2 separate regions of the Mus musculus genome follow, and region 1 is linked to region 2. The links are chromatin contacts, called in public promoter capture Hi-C maps. All regions are on one chromosome and are shown on one strand. The core of a region is the stretch at or near the end of the contact, and the rest is flanking DNA. Distances in the headings are between cores, read along the strand shown.

Region 1 (7,096 bases), core at 2,723-5,222, 2.0 Mb after region 2:
CTTTGCTCACAGATTTCCATATCAACAAATTTTAAAGGTAAGAGTGTGTGTGTGTGTGTGTGTGTGTGTGTGTATGTGTGTGTGTCTGTGTGTTGTGGGAGGGAGATTGAGCTAGGCCAGCCTTGAACTCCTGATCCTTCTCCAACTCTGCCTTTGGAGTGCTGGCATTACAGGAAAGAAGTACTAAATCCAGCTAAGACTTGTTTGCAAATGCTTACTAGTGCAAACAAAATTATACTATTTCCAAGAAAACTGTAAAATTAAAGGCAGAGGTCAGTGAAACAGATTTCTATGAAGCCATATTTTCAATTTCTGATTCAAGACATGAAATGAAAACAACCAATTCTAACGTCTATGCACAGCTTACAAACACTACTGTTTTCTTGTTATTAAAAAGCAGCATTTATTTTGGTATTTACTACTTTATGTGCATGACTGCTTCCCTGAATGCATATCTGTATGCCATTCGTGTGCCTAGATCCTGAGGCCAGAAGAGGGGGCGGGATCCTCTGGTACTGGAGTTACGGGTGGTAACTGTAAGTGCTGAGTGAGAGCCTAAACCAGGTCCTACACAAGGGCGGCAAGGACTCTTAACCACTAGCCATTTTTCCAGCCCTCTCTGCAGTATTGGTAAGGTGGAGTCAACCAATGTGACACCACACATCTTCCTACCCAGACCCAGAAACGTAAAGACCACTAGGCCTAGCCTTTGTCTAGTCTGGTGACTGCAGAGAGGATAAACAACAGAACACATACAGGAAAGTACCAGCACCTAGGCCAAAATTCCACCCACTTCTGCAAGTGGACTTTCCATGTCAGCTCATCCTGCTCCATGTGACTTCCAGAAGCGCATAAGGACAACACAGCTGCCTGCAACAAGGAGGTCTGGAAACATCCTGGGTGACTCCTCAAGCGGGGTCTTCCTTGCGTGAGGAAAGGAGAGGGAGTCCACTACATCCCCACAGCTACACGCCTTCTTACCCCACTCTGGAAGCTAGGCTGGGCAAGGACAGAAAACAGCATAAACGAGGGTTGACAATCCCTGCAAACAGCCTAACACATAGAGGAGTGTGCTCGCAGACCCTTGAAGAATACCTTAGCTTAGAAACACAAGTTTGCACTCAATTTCATCGGGCTTCCCAGACGACTGGTATGCCTCCATACAAGAGCATACCCAGCATCAATCTCAGAGTAAACCCCAGTCCCATCCTCAAGTAGACTGAGAAGGCGCACGGGGTAGTCTGTGACTTCCCTAACCACTTCCGGTTTGGTCACGCCCTTGAGGAGGATAGCGTGGTATGACTGTCTAAGGGTTCCCCACATGAAAGGATGAAGGGAAGGGAAGATGGAGCAAAGGAGGCCTGTGATGTGAGCAGCCGGGGAACCTGCACAAGGTCAGTTACTCTGGTCTAATGTCAGGCCTCTTCAAATGGGACTCCCAGCTTTACAGTGACCATCCCTTGGGGCTTGTGCAGGAGGCAGTGTATACATGTGGTTTGGGTGTCCCTCTTCCCCAGTCCTTTCCCCTGTGAAATGCGGTGAGCTTATTAAAAAGAAATCAGAACAGCTGAGCTACTAGAGCCAAACCCCAAGTTCATAATTCACCTGTAGGCTGCCTAGGACTTACACTCATAACCAATCTCCCTCAAATGTAGTAAAAATAACGCTATAGCATATCTCAAATCATATCCAATCTCACCATGGTCCCTATTTTAAGGTAAAAATATTTTCAATAACTCTGAGTGGAGAGGTCTGACCCCTGAGCCTAACACAGATTTAAACGCACATTCTTAACAGCATTAAATTTATAGCCAAACTATTAAGCGGCTTATATCACATACGCACATATTACACTGTCAACTATTTACTGTTTCTCTGATACGGGACCCTAGAAAAGCCCCACAGAGAGAAAGAGCCCAATCCACTACTCATGTAAGGCTGAGTCAGAAAGGCAAAATGGTCTAGCAGTGTGGTGTATTAACCAGTAATACTTGTGAGTTACACTATACACTAGCCTCATTTCCACACCTGAAGAGTCAAGAGAAAATGGGTCAATTAAAGCCAACACAGGCAGTAAGGAAAAAAAGAAACAGCTAATAACATTCAAATTACAAACATAGGCGTGGTTATAAGCCATGCCTCTCTGTCCAGTGTTGCTGAGGAGGTCAAGAAGAAGGGGGTAAGGGGTAGGGAGTTGGGGGGGGGGGGGGAGGTGTCAAGAACCATGGTCTTAAAATCTCCTACCTGTTTCTCCCTGCCTAACAACACAATCCGCACCTGTTTCCTCAAGAGTGAGATGACAAACCCAGGTTTCAGCTTTAAGACTAACAGCAGTGTGAAGACTCCTTCCCTTTGAGGTCCGTTCCCCAAGGTGTTCGTGAGAACCACCACACCAGAAAACCTTCCAAACAACTGTGTGTACGTTGGAGAATGTGGTTCTGGCCTCAAAGGCTCAGGTATCTTTCAAGGCATGTGAAACTGCTAGGGTAAGACTGAGGTGCAGGGCTTAAAAGGCTGGGCATCCAGGAAAGGAATGGACTAGGAAAGCAGGCTGAAAGGCAGAGCCGTCAGGAAGCAGAGGAAGAGCAGAGGAAAGAGACATCTCTAACCTAGACAGTTTCAACCTGGCAACCACAGACTAGACCAACTCAAACATGGCCCTGTAATATAAAGGAGCTCAATAGAAAGAAAAATAAGTGTCCCTACTTAAGAATCAGGACATTTCATTTAAAAAAACCAGGCTATCTAGATTCATTGACTACAGCAACTATGGCTGAAGCTTAGATAATGCTGACCCAAATAAAGAGCTAAAAGCTCCCCAAGTCCCAAAGCTAACAGACAATGTCACTAACGCTAATTGGCAGCCTAGCTCTTAGAGAAGGTTAAGGCTTCCCACTCTATACCTTTCCTGTTACCACTAGCTCATTACAGGAATAATTACCATCACACTCGGGCGCTCAATAAACGAAAGCGGTCAAAGCCCACCGCAAAGCACCTCACAACTGAGCTGCTATTATATCCCGTCTTCCTTAACAAGGCTTCAAAAGACCCCTTCTTAGGAAATTGAAAGAGCTCTAAAGGTCCATCTAGACACACCTTATGCTTTAACTTTTGGATCATAAGAAAACTGACTGTCGGAGCTTTTGATTTTCTAAGTCCAAAGACATCTAGAACTGTGCCACGAACTCAGTAGACACCTCCAAACCCTGCACAGTGAAATCGCTTCTAACTTACTGTTTTTCTTCACAGTCAATAAGGAACTGCTCTAAAACTGTGTGCCTGTGTGTGTGTGTGTGTGTGTGTGTGTGTGTAAAAGCAAAGAGTGGTAGGAATACCTAGCCAGGGTCTGACGGGGTAAAACGGAGAGGGCCAGCCTGTGGCCAAAGTCTGTCCAACAGGTGGGAAACTCTTCAAGTGGTGACATCGCAGGACAATTCTGTGGCTGTTACTGGGGCGAACTCACTTCCTCCGAGCTAGGTTAGGGGAAAAGAGCTACAGGGAGTCAGTGGATCATTAAAGGGGCCTCTCTGGATTTCTTTCCCAAATTCCTAGCGCTTTCCCTAACTTCAGGATTGGACAGTTGTCAAAGCGGGAGTGTGGCGGCCTGGGTGACCGAGCTGTGACAGGGTCCACACTCCCGACTCTCTACTGCTCGGTCTGGGTAGCCGACCTGAAACCGAGGGAACCCACGCAGCCCCGCGCCCGCGCCCGCTCCCACGCCCGCCCCGCTCACTCACTGCTCGGCCGGGCATCGCGTCGCGGCCCGGGGCTGCGCGCCGGCCGTCACCTTCCCGCCGTCCCGCGCCGCGGCCCCGGCCTCGCGCGCCGGCGTCTCGGCGCAGCTTGCACCGGGCCACGCTCCGGGCTGGGGCATGGTTCCCCGACTCATCCGCGGCCACGCCGGGCCCTGCCGTCCCGCCGTCCGGAGCCGTGGCTGCGCTGCCCCGCACCCCGCGAGGTCCGCAGAGCGCTTCCGTAAGCGTCACTGTGGCCCGCCCCGCGACCTTTGACCTGCAGCAAGGGGGCGTGGCGAGAGGCTAGGGGACCTGGAACGGGCGGGGCTGGGAATGGAGGGAGGACGCCTGCGCAGAGCGGATTTGAGCCGCGGAGCCTGGAGCGGCCCGCGCCGTGTGCCCACTGCGCATGTCCGGGCTCAGTAGGTGGTGTTGGGGGATGTTGGAGGCTGGGCAGGACACGCGGCTGGGCGGTGTGGAGTTGAGAGAGTTAGGATGCCGGGTAGTACTTACCTCGGTACAGAACTTCATCCTTGGTCCCCTAAAAGTTCTGCTGGCACCGTTCCTCAGTGCCAGCGCGGCCTCTGGAGCCCACGTGGCCTTGACCTCGGCTGTGGGGTCGTAGTTGAGCAAGCACAACATTCTGTGCCATCTTGAATTAGATTGCTTCATGTGATCGATTTAAGAGTAAGAGTAAAGGGCTGACATTAACAGATTTCCAAGGTATGACCGTGGAGGCGCAGAAGCCGGGGAGAGTGGGTGAGTTAGTAGGCATGGCTCCAGCCTTGAGGCAGAACCCGAGTATGGAGCAATAGCGAGGCAGGGACATTTCGGAAGCCTGCAGATAGGTTCAGGGGCAGAACCGAAAAGTAAGATTGGAAGTCAGATCATAAAAAGCCAAGTTTAGATTGATAAGCTTGAGCTTCGTCTTTTCCGTGTTCTCTCTATAAGGCCATTTATGAAAGATCATTTTTGCCTGCAGTTAAATATTAAAGCATAGGACTAAACTGATGTTCAGAGGTGAGGGGAGCACACTAGTGTTAAACATCCCCAAGGCTGATTGGGTGATTAAAACGTCCTTGATTATGGAGAGCTAGAATATTACCGATTAGGAGTAAGCTGCACAGTCTTGGGCGATCTTCAGTTCTCCTTAATAGCCATTTATTGCCAACCTCATTATAGCTTTTAGGTAAATCATTGGGATCTACAGACTTACGGCCAGAATAACATCAGATCACATAACAAACATTTAACAAACATTTCTACCATCTACCTGATGCGTTTTAGAAAGACCTTTGACTTAATGTTTGATTTGTTCTGTTACTATTTAAAAAAACAAACAAACAAACAAAAAAGCAAGGAAGCCATTAGGCTGGAGCATATGGAGACTATTTGGAATAAGTCAAATCTGTGTTCCTGGACCATTGTGCCTCATATTTCCTTGGCTCCAGACTAAACTATCTTACTTTCTTTCAGGGGAGGGCTATGTTCTTTGTAAAGAACCTGTAAAGATAAACTCGGGGAGGTGGGAACATAAGAGGATAAACTATAGAAAGAACATTTGTGCTGGGTGAGATGGTGCACGCCTTTAATCCCACCACTTGGGAGGCAGAGGCAGGCGAATTTCTGAGTTCGAGGCCAGCATGGTCTACAAAGTGAGTTTCAGGACAGCCAGGGCTACACAGAGAAACCCTGCCTCAAAAAAACAAAACAAAACAAAACAAAACAAAAACAAAAACAAGAGAAAGAAAGAAAGAAAGAAAGAAAGAAAGAAAGAAAGAAAGAACGTTTGTCTTGAGACAAATAACTCTGAGGTGTTCTTTTCCTTTTTTTTTTTTTTCTTTAAAAAGTAAGAAACACACCTGCTGAAAATTCAAAGCATAAAATGGTAAGCAAACTGGTTGAGGAACTTAAGGAGGAAGGATTGTAGTAGGTCATCACCCAGTTCACGTCCATCTGGAACATCCCAATCTGACTTCGGGGGGCCGGGGGATGGGGGAAGAATCTCTGTCTATGAGATTAGTAAGGTGATGTCATGTTGGATTGGGGTGTCCTGTAAAGCTATTGATTGGTGTTTTGAGAGGAGAGACTGACCACACAGACAGATAAACAGCAGAGGGAATAAAGCCATGTGGGGAAGAAGACAGAGATTGAAGGAACGCAGCTAAAACCTAAGGAATGATGGAACTTACCAGAAGCTAAGATAAAGCAAACAAAGGCTATCCAAAGACTCTTTGGCTAAAGCTTAACCCTGCCAGCAATCTCACAGCACACTTTCAGCTTCCAAAACTTTAACTTTCTGTTGTTTGCCCTCTGATTTGTTGTTTTTTGTTACAATAGTCTGAGGAAATTAATACAAGGCTCAAGATGAAGATATCTAAAATTTTACCACACTAAATATGTTTGCAACGAGTCTAACAGGTAAAGAGCCTGAATTCAAAATAAGAATTCAGAAATAAGCTTTATTGCCCAGATGGAACTACGTTAGCTCTTGGGCTCTGAGTTGTAATTTAGCCCTTAGCAGTTTCCACATTCACATTTCACACCCACAGAATCTCATATGTATCCATCACATTTGGTGATAATAGGCAGGAAGGAGTGAAATGGGAAGAAAGTGAAGGATGTCTTTAAATTCAGCACTCCATAACTTCAGGGGGCTAAAATCCTAGAAAACCAACAGGCACCCAAGTCAAGGAGTTTCCAGAAAACTCGAAGAATGAATTTAAGGGTGGAGATTAGAAAGGAGTGAGGGGTGTGTGTGTGTGTGTGTGTGTGTGTGTGTGTGTGTGTGTGTGTAGCAGGAGAATCCTAAGAAAGGTTGTGACCAAGGCCTTTCTTAGTAAGGCTTTACTAGGGTGAAGCATGAGAAGGTCAGCTGATCAGGGCAGTTGGCCTACCCATGGCTTGTTTGTGTGCTTCTCCATCTGGTGGGTGGCCTGGAGCTTTGGACACACCTTCAGGACAAATAGTCTCCCTCCCAGGATCTTACTCCTTGGGTGGTTATGCCTCTTAGTTGTATTCACCATTGTTGGGGGGTGGGGTGGGGGTGGGGGAGGGGCAGGGAAAGAAAAGAAACAAACTTGGAGGGAGAGGCTTATTTTGGACCAAAATTCTTGGGTTACAGCCCATCATTGCAGGGTGGTCTAGGCAGCAGGAACCTGAAGCACGTAGTCTCTTCCACAGTTAAGAGTAGAGAAAGAATAAATGTGGACTTATCTTGGGAGGCAGAGGCAGGTGGACTTCTGAGTTCGAGGCCAGCCTGGTCTACAGAGTGAGTTCCAGGACAGCCAGAGCTATACAAAGAAACCCTGTCTCAAAAAACAAAACAAAACAAAACAAAACAAAACAAAAAAAAAATACCC
Region 2 (6,668 bases), core at 1,439-3,938:
AAGAGATCTTGTCTCAACAAACCCCTTGCCTCCCCCCAAAAAACAACTAAAATCTATGCATGCATATGGCTACAGATTTCTTATCATAAATGAACCCTTTGAATGCTCCTCTATTGTTTTGATGTCATATAAAGAACATTCATAATTATATGAAAGAATATTAGTATATTCTTGAACATTATTATTGTTCAACCAAAAACATGTTGAATCAGAATAAATGCAGAAGTAACTACAATAACTCAATATTTTCTATTAAGCAAAAAAAATACACAAGCAATATCATTTTATTAACTATAATTTGCATTTTGGACCATATAGTTGTTTTTCATAAACTATGTTGTTTTAACGTGTATTTATTTATCATTCCTTTAAATTATAAAAACAAACACAACAGCACTTTAAAAACAAAAAAACCCAAACCTACTGTGTGGGCTCAGGCCTATGCCAGTGCTCAGAAAGCTGAGACAGAAGGACCTCAGGTATGAGACAGACCTGAGCTACTTAGGCTCAACAACCAGCTGGGGCTAGCTCAGTTGGTAAAGTGCTTGCCTAGAATACACAAAGCTCTGGGTTCTATTCTCGGGGATGCCAAAGTGCCCTAGAGGCAGGGAACATCAGAAGCTCAGAGTCACCTTAAGCTACACAGAGAATTCTAGAATATCCTGGGATACTCCAGATCCTGTCTCTAAGGAAAAATGAACAGACTTTAGGTTTTGTTTTGTTTCTTTTTTAAAGTTTTAAATCTGCAGAAAAAGAAGGGAAAGCCCAGAGTGGCCACACAGTTAGGTAGTTCCAGGCTTCTCTATTACCAAGTGTTGTGTTAACGTAGCACATCTGTTTTAGCTGATGAGCTAGGATTGGCTCGGATGTTGACTTCTGAGAGGCCAGGGGCCAAGGTTGCCCAACGAGTCTGGAACAGGACCGATGCTGGGAACCAATTCACACCCACATACTCTAACCAGCTCTTTAAATCATTTTTCTTGCAGAGATGTGTGTAGATTAATGGGATAATGGCATAATTGTTCAGCTGCCCTACCTGAACACAGCTGGTGGCAAAGCTCATTTGACTAAGCACTTTGGTTGTGTTGAGCATTTTTGATATCTGTTCTGGCTCCATCTTAACCTTCCTTCAGCCTCGTGTAAACCCGTGGAAAAAACCAGCCACGTGGCATAGCACATGTATCATTAACTGGTTTATACCTTGAATCTTCCCTCAAAGTGGGGAGATGGGAGTAAGGTCACCAACACTAATGTAATGCTTTGGAGTTCAATAATGCTTAAATTCCCAAATAAAGATGACAAGATGGTTCACATGTTCAGCCATTTCATTCAGTCTGAGCACAAGCTTCGACTCTCCCAACTGCAGGTGGATAGGACATCAAGAAAAAGCCAAATATGTGATTGATCTTCCAACATCTGGAAAAAAAAAAAAAAAAAAAAAAAAACCTAAGAAGCGGGTACCTAACCAGGCAGGGTGCAGCTTGGGATAGTGAAGGCTGTGTCTGTTTCCAGAAAGACTGCCCTGGAAAGTATCTTTCTCAAGCGGCTGGCAGTTAACAAATCCTTTAAGTAGAACTTCTCAAGTCAGTTCATTGTTGTTCCCAGCTTGCCAGTTAACAACCTGCTGCTGGACCAGCTGTGTGGTTCCGGAGTGAGTCTGACAACACCCAGCCGGTTGGTTCAAAGGGTTCATAGATCCAGTACTTGGGTGACCTGATCTTGCTAAACTGCTACAGAAGGAAACTCCTTCTGAGCTGTTGGGAGTTCTTTCTGCAGTGGGCCAAGCACCAGCTTTGGAGGGCCCTCTGGACTCCTGTTAGGAAAGCAGACTTAGGAATCCCAGTCCGTGTTACAGGATCCCCAGATTCCTGGCCACAATAAAGCTGGAGTTGTCTCGGTGAGAATCAGGACTGACTCCTGGTGAACCGAGAGCAATTACCCATCTCTCTCGCATCTGCTCTACTTCCTTTACGTCCAGAAAAAGAGGTTACAGTTACAAGTGCTATAGGACACGTCCCCTTCCAGTATACAAAACATTTCCCTGTGGCTATCAAAAAACCCACTTGGAGCAGAGAAACTCAACAAGGAAAAGCAGCTTTCAAAAGTTCAGATTCCTGTTTTCCGCTTCCTGTCCTGGGATCGCACGATAGAGTCGCAATGATGAGATCCACGTGGAGCAGGTTCTTGGGGTGTCTAACATTCACCGCCGTGGGGCCCCTCCTCTTCAGTCCCGGGTAACTTTCTAGTATCTACGATCAGAGGGAAGAGTCAAGTCATCTAATAGCGCCTAGGCCGGTGGCAAGAAGACCCAGGAGAAGCACACTGCTCTATGGATTCAGAGTGGATCTAGGCGGTAGCTGGGACTCCGCGCACCCGCCGCTCTCAGGGAAAGCACAGGGCAGGGCTCCGAGGGGCGGGGCCGCGCATCCGGTGGGCGTGGTTTGGGTGGTAGCTGGGAGAGGGCGCGGCATGTAGGAAGCCCGAGCAGGCTGTGGGCGGGGCTATAATGGGCGTGACCAGGAGTCGAGTAGGCGGGGTTTGGGTATATTTGAGAGCAGACGCTCAGTCTCCGCAGGTTGGAGGAGTTTCTGGGGGCGGGGCCAGGTCCGTAGGAGGCGTGGCTTTACTCGTGGAGGCGTGGTTATATATTGGGGGCTGGGATTGAGGGCGGGGCGGACCGAGCACAAGGGTAAGCGAGACCGGAGAGCTGGTGAGAGCCGGCCGCGCCTGGGGCGGGAGAGCTCACCGTTGTTGGTTTGCTGGTGATCCGAAGTCGTCCACCCCACCCCCGCTGGGACCGAGCGCCCCCGGCGGAGCTCCAAGGGAGGCAGGCGCGTCGCCAGCCCCTTGCCGGCCCTCCCCCAGCTCGGGAAGAATGTGCCACCAGCTGTTCTCCTCCCGGGAGCACTTCGCCCAGAAGTGAGGAACTTGGAGGAAGGAGAGACAAAGGCTGTGGTTGGGACAGAGGAGGTCCGAGACGCGGACAAAAGGTGCGGAGGAGCAGCAGCGACCGGGGGATGGCAGAGCGGCGGCTCCGCGGGCTGGAGTCGCCCCGAGGCGCACCGTGACACGCGTGGCTTCCCGGGACCTGCCGCTGCGCTGACTTCCGCGACTGGAGCCGTGCCGGGAAGGTGCGGGCGCCGGAACAATGGACAGCTTCTTTCCCGAGGTGAGTGAGTGGCGGGGAGGACCTGGCTGAGACCGGGACCCGGACCGGCACACCGAGCGCGCCCCAGCGCCTGCGCGTCCCCAGGAGGGGAAACTTTGTGGGAATCTCCTGAAACCCCACTCCCTCCGCCGGCCCCGAGTCTCGGATGAGTAAGCCTAGGCAGGTTTGAGTTTGTCCTGCGCTCGCATGTCCCCGGGCGTGGGTGGCTAGCTGACACTCCGCGCCAGGTGAGTCCCCGGGCGCCGGGTGGGGGAGAGCTGCGGACCGGACGGCTCGGGTGCAGGAAACGCGGTAAAAGGCGCAGCCGGGAGGTGCCTTGCTCCAAGAAAGGTCTGGGACTTCCTTTGCTGAACGTGCGGGCTTCCTGTGGCTTCCAGAGGAGCCGGCTAACGAAGTGTGAGCCGGCCGGCTGGGTCCTCGGTCACTGCTTGCCCTGCCTCATTGGGCTTTCAAGTCTGGGGTCCTTACTTTACTAGTACTGCTCAGGTCGGGTTTGCAGATAATTCCAGAGTACGAGACCGAATGATCTTGTTTTTAATGCCATTTTTTTTGGCAGATCTTGAATTCGAGTTTAAATAAAATTTGTTTAGGGCAAACAATGGTTATTTTAGAAGATGAAACCGATGCCCGCTTTAGGGTCTTTGAGGGCGGGACACCACAGTTACTTGAGACGGGACTTGAAAGTTCCCTTTTCCCCCAGGGATGGAGAGCCGCTCTGGTTTCTTGGCCCCGATTCCTTTCTTGGTTGTGTTTATTTAATAAATTCTGTTTAAGTTTTGAGGTTTGAAGTGGCTCAGAGTAAACTTAGCTGACTTTGAGAGAGGCTGATGAGATTTTTTGCTGAAAAGTCAGGGTGAGGTTTTTGTGAATCCAGGACAGTCTTGGAATCTTCCAGCAAATCAGAGTGGTGAGAATTTGCCTGTGCTTTGGCTAGCTTGCTTTGTCAGAGTTAATTGGCTATAGTGTTTCAAGGTCTGACGTTCACTTACTGTACTCTCAGACAGCTACTTATAATGGCCACAGTGATGTATTGTATAATGTTCGAATTGACTTTTACCAAAGTGTTTGTCTCTGTCACCCTGAAAGGCATCCTGGAAAGACATTAACCATCCATTACTTAAAAGAAGGGAAATATATAGAAAATAGAGACCTCAGAAATATATAGAAACTAGAGACTCCTTAATGGCTTTTTAAATTCGTGGGTGTTTGTTTCCTACCTGTATGAAGGCAGCAGGACTTTTGAGTTGGTCTACAACAGTAAATTACCGCTAGGCTGGGTTTTTAGTTGCTTTTATCTATAAGAAGAATGAGGTTTTGTCTCTAGGGAAAATAGTTCTTGACTTGGTGATCTTTTAGAAAACTTGTGTGTGGTTGTTGAAGGGCCACCAGTCTCCCTAAGCCTGAAGACCAAAGTCTCCCCTTGGGTAGAACTCTGCCCCCTAGTGTTAGTGGCGGAAACTTAACCCTAGCACTAACCCCTCTAAGTTATGGGACTATTCAGTAATTCCAAAAACTCCTTTTCACCTGTGTTTCTCTGTGAGGAGATCTCCGTGATTGGAATAACAGTGAAGTTGTCTTTACTGGTTGCCTATTTTCATTTTTCCTCTTTCTAGTGAAGAATCTTAACCCAAAGATTAGTAAGTTACCAGCCCAAGGTTGAAGAATGTGTTACTGGAGGCCTAGCCTTTCCCCTTTGATGCCGGTGGCTGGTATTTCTGGGATATACATATACATATACATATACATATACATATACATACATACACATATATACACATACACACACACACACATATATATATATATTGCTTTTAATTTGCTGGCATGTTTATGTTAACATCATGATTTCTAGTGTTTATGTTATCATAGTGATTTCTAGTCAGCTGTCAGCATTCTGCCCTCCACGTAGCGGCGGGGCAGGTGAAAAAGCTAAACAGTGATGTAGTGATGGGAGACACACACCTGACATAGAGCCTTTTACCTTAATGTCTGAGAACACCGTCAGTTGTCCTGAGAAGGTTTATCCAGTTAGACTGGAAAGCGCTGGAATCACATGGTGTCCAAGGGCAACTAGCTTCTAGGGACTGATTGGTATCCAGGAGCAAGCTAGCTTCTAGGCCTTCCTTAACACTAAGCAGTGTTCTGCTCTTTGTTAACTTTTCTCTGTGATTTAGAGATAACGACCTGTTGCTTGTTAGCCAACAATTTGAAACTCATGCTAACAACTAAAAAAGAAATTAACCGAGTGAGGCCTTACATGTGTGAGTCAGATAACAAGGAAGTAGGAGACACTTGTGATTCTGTGTGGCTGCTGCGTAGACCACCTTTGTCATTGGGGGCCAGGTACCTCTTTGCTGGAGGGGCTGTCTACGCCCATAGCACAGAGAGCAACATCTCTGACCTTCACTCACTCAAGACATGTACCCTTCCCCTCAACTTTCAACACCCAGAATGTGTGCAGATGTTACTGAAGTCACTACAGCCACAAAACAACTCCCAGCTGAGCTGCCCTGAGAGAAGCAGTTGCCTCATGGTCCTAATTCCTGTGTGTGCGCTTCTTGTCTGCACTTGCCTGGTTTAACTGGGATCAGACATCCTGTTAGGGGCCAGTGGCCAGGGAAGCTTGCAGGGCTTGTGCCAATCAGCTGACACTGCTGCCTTTAAAATTCGCTCCAGGATTGGCGAAAGGGAGTGTGCCAAACTCCCCAGTCAGGTTTCAGTTTCTTCATGGCCTTCATTAAGTTTTTATGACTTCTCTTGAGTTAATTGTGTGTGCTCATGCGTAGGAAAGCTTGTGTTTTCTGCATTTCTTGTGACATTGTTATTAAAGAGTTGACTTCAGGCAGAAACTAGGTTTAGGTATGTCTGTAACCAGAAGCAATTATGTACAATAAAACACACACACACACACACACACACACACAGAGTGAGAGAGAGAGAGAGAGAGAGGGAGGGAGGGAGAGAGAGAGAGAGAGAGAGAGAGAATAGCAAAGGTTCCGCTGCAGAAATGACAAGACTGTTGTGCAAAATCGTTGAGGTTTTAAGTGGGCTCTGTGTTCCCATCCCCAGAGCCAAGGGCCTGTGGTTGTGTCTGGAATACAGTGGGGCGCCAAGCATTTCCAAAGAGCTCAGCTCTGCTTTTTATTTTAGGCAGAGGTGTGGCATAATGGCTCTCTGAGTAGCAGACCTTTCAGGGATTAACAACCACATAAATGGACACGTTCATGTCCATACTAAATCTATGGAGGTTGCATATACATAAATGTAAGTGTAGAAAGCGGATCGTAATGTTTCAGGAGGCAGCTTGTTAGTGAACATATGGTAGATAAGCCTCTTTCTCAGAGTCTGGTTCAGTCTGGCTTACAATGTAGCCCTAATGATGTTCCGAGGAGGGCTGCAGGTGTAAGTTAGTGGTAAAGGTCTGGAGTTAAAGACTCAAAACCACACGCGCAAACACACACAGACACACTACACAGAGACACACAAACATACATACACA

What was found. Promoter capture Hi-C pulls out the DNA fragments that hold promoters and counts their contacts.
Region 1: a promoter capture Hi-C map of liver shows a contact between it and region 2, with 5 times the contacts expected there. The contact joins the promoter of Otulin here to the promoter of Myo10 in region 2. A contact is called at or near these places in 4 of 39 promoter capture datasets (3T3-L1-derived adipocytes, liver and pre-B cells) and 1 of 115 datasets of contacts at active chromatin or transcription factors (thymic regulatory T cells).

The regions. Positions count from the first base shown.
Region 1 is chr15:27,626,721-27,633,816 of GRCm38.p6, forward strand. It overlaps Otulin (OTU deubiquitinase with linear linkage specificity), which reads right to left and starts at 3,973. Exons shown (of 7, transcript NM_001013792.2): 1 at 3,738-3,973. The coding sequence starts at 3,889.
Region 2 is chr15:25,619,862-25,626,529 of GRCm38.p6, forward strand. It overlaps Myo10 (myosin X), which reads left to right and starts at 2,689. Exons shown (of 41, transcript NM_019472.2): 1 at 2,689-3,169. The coding sequence starts at 3,149.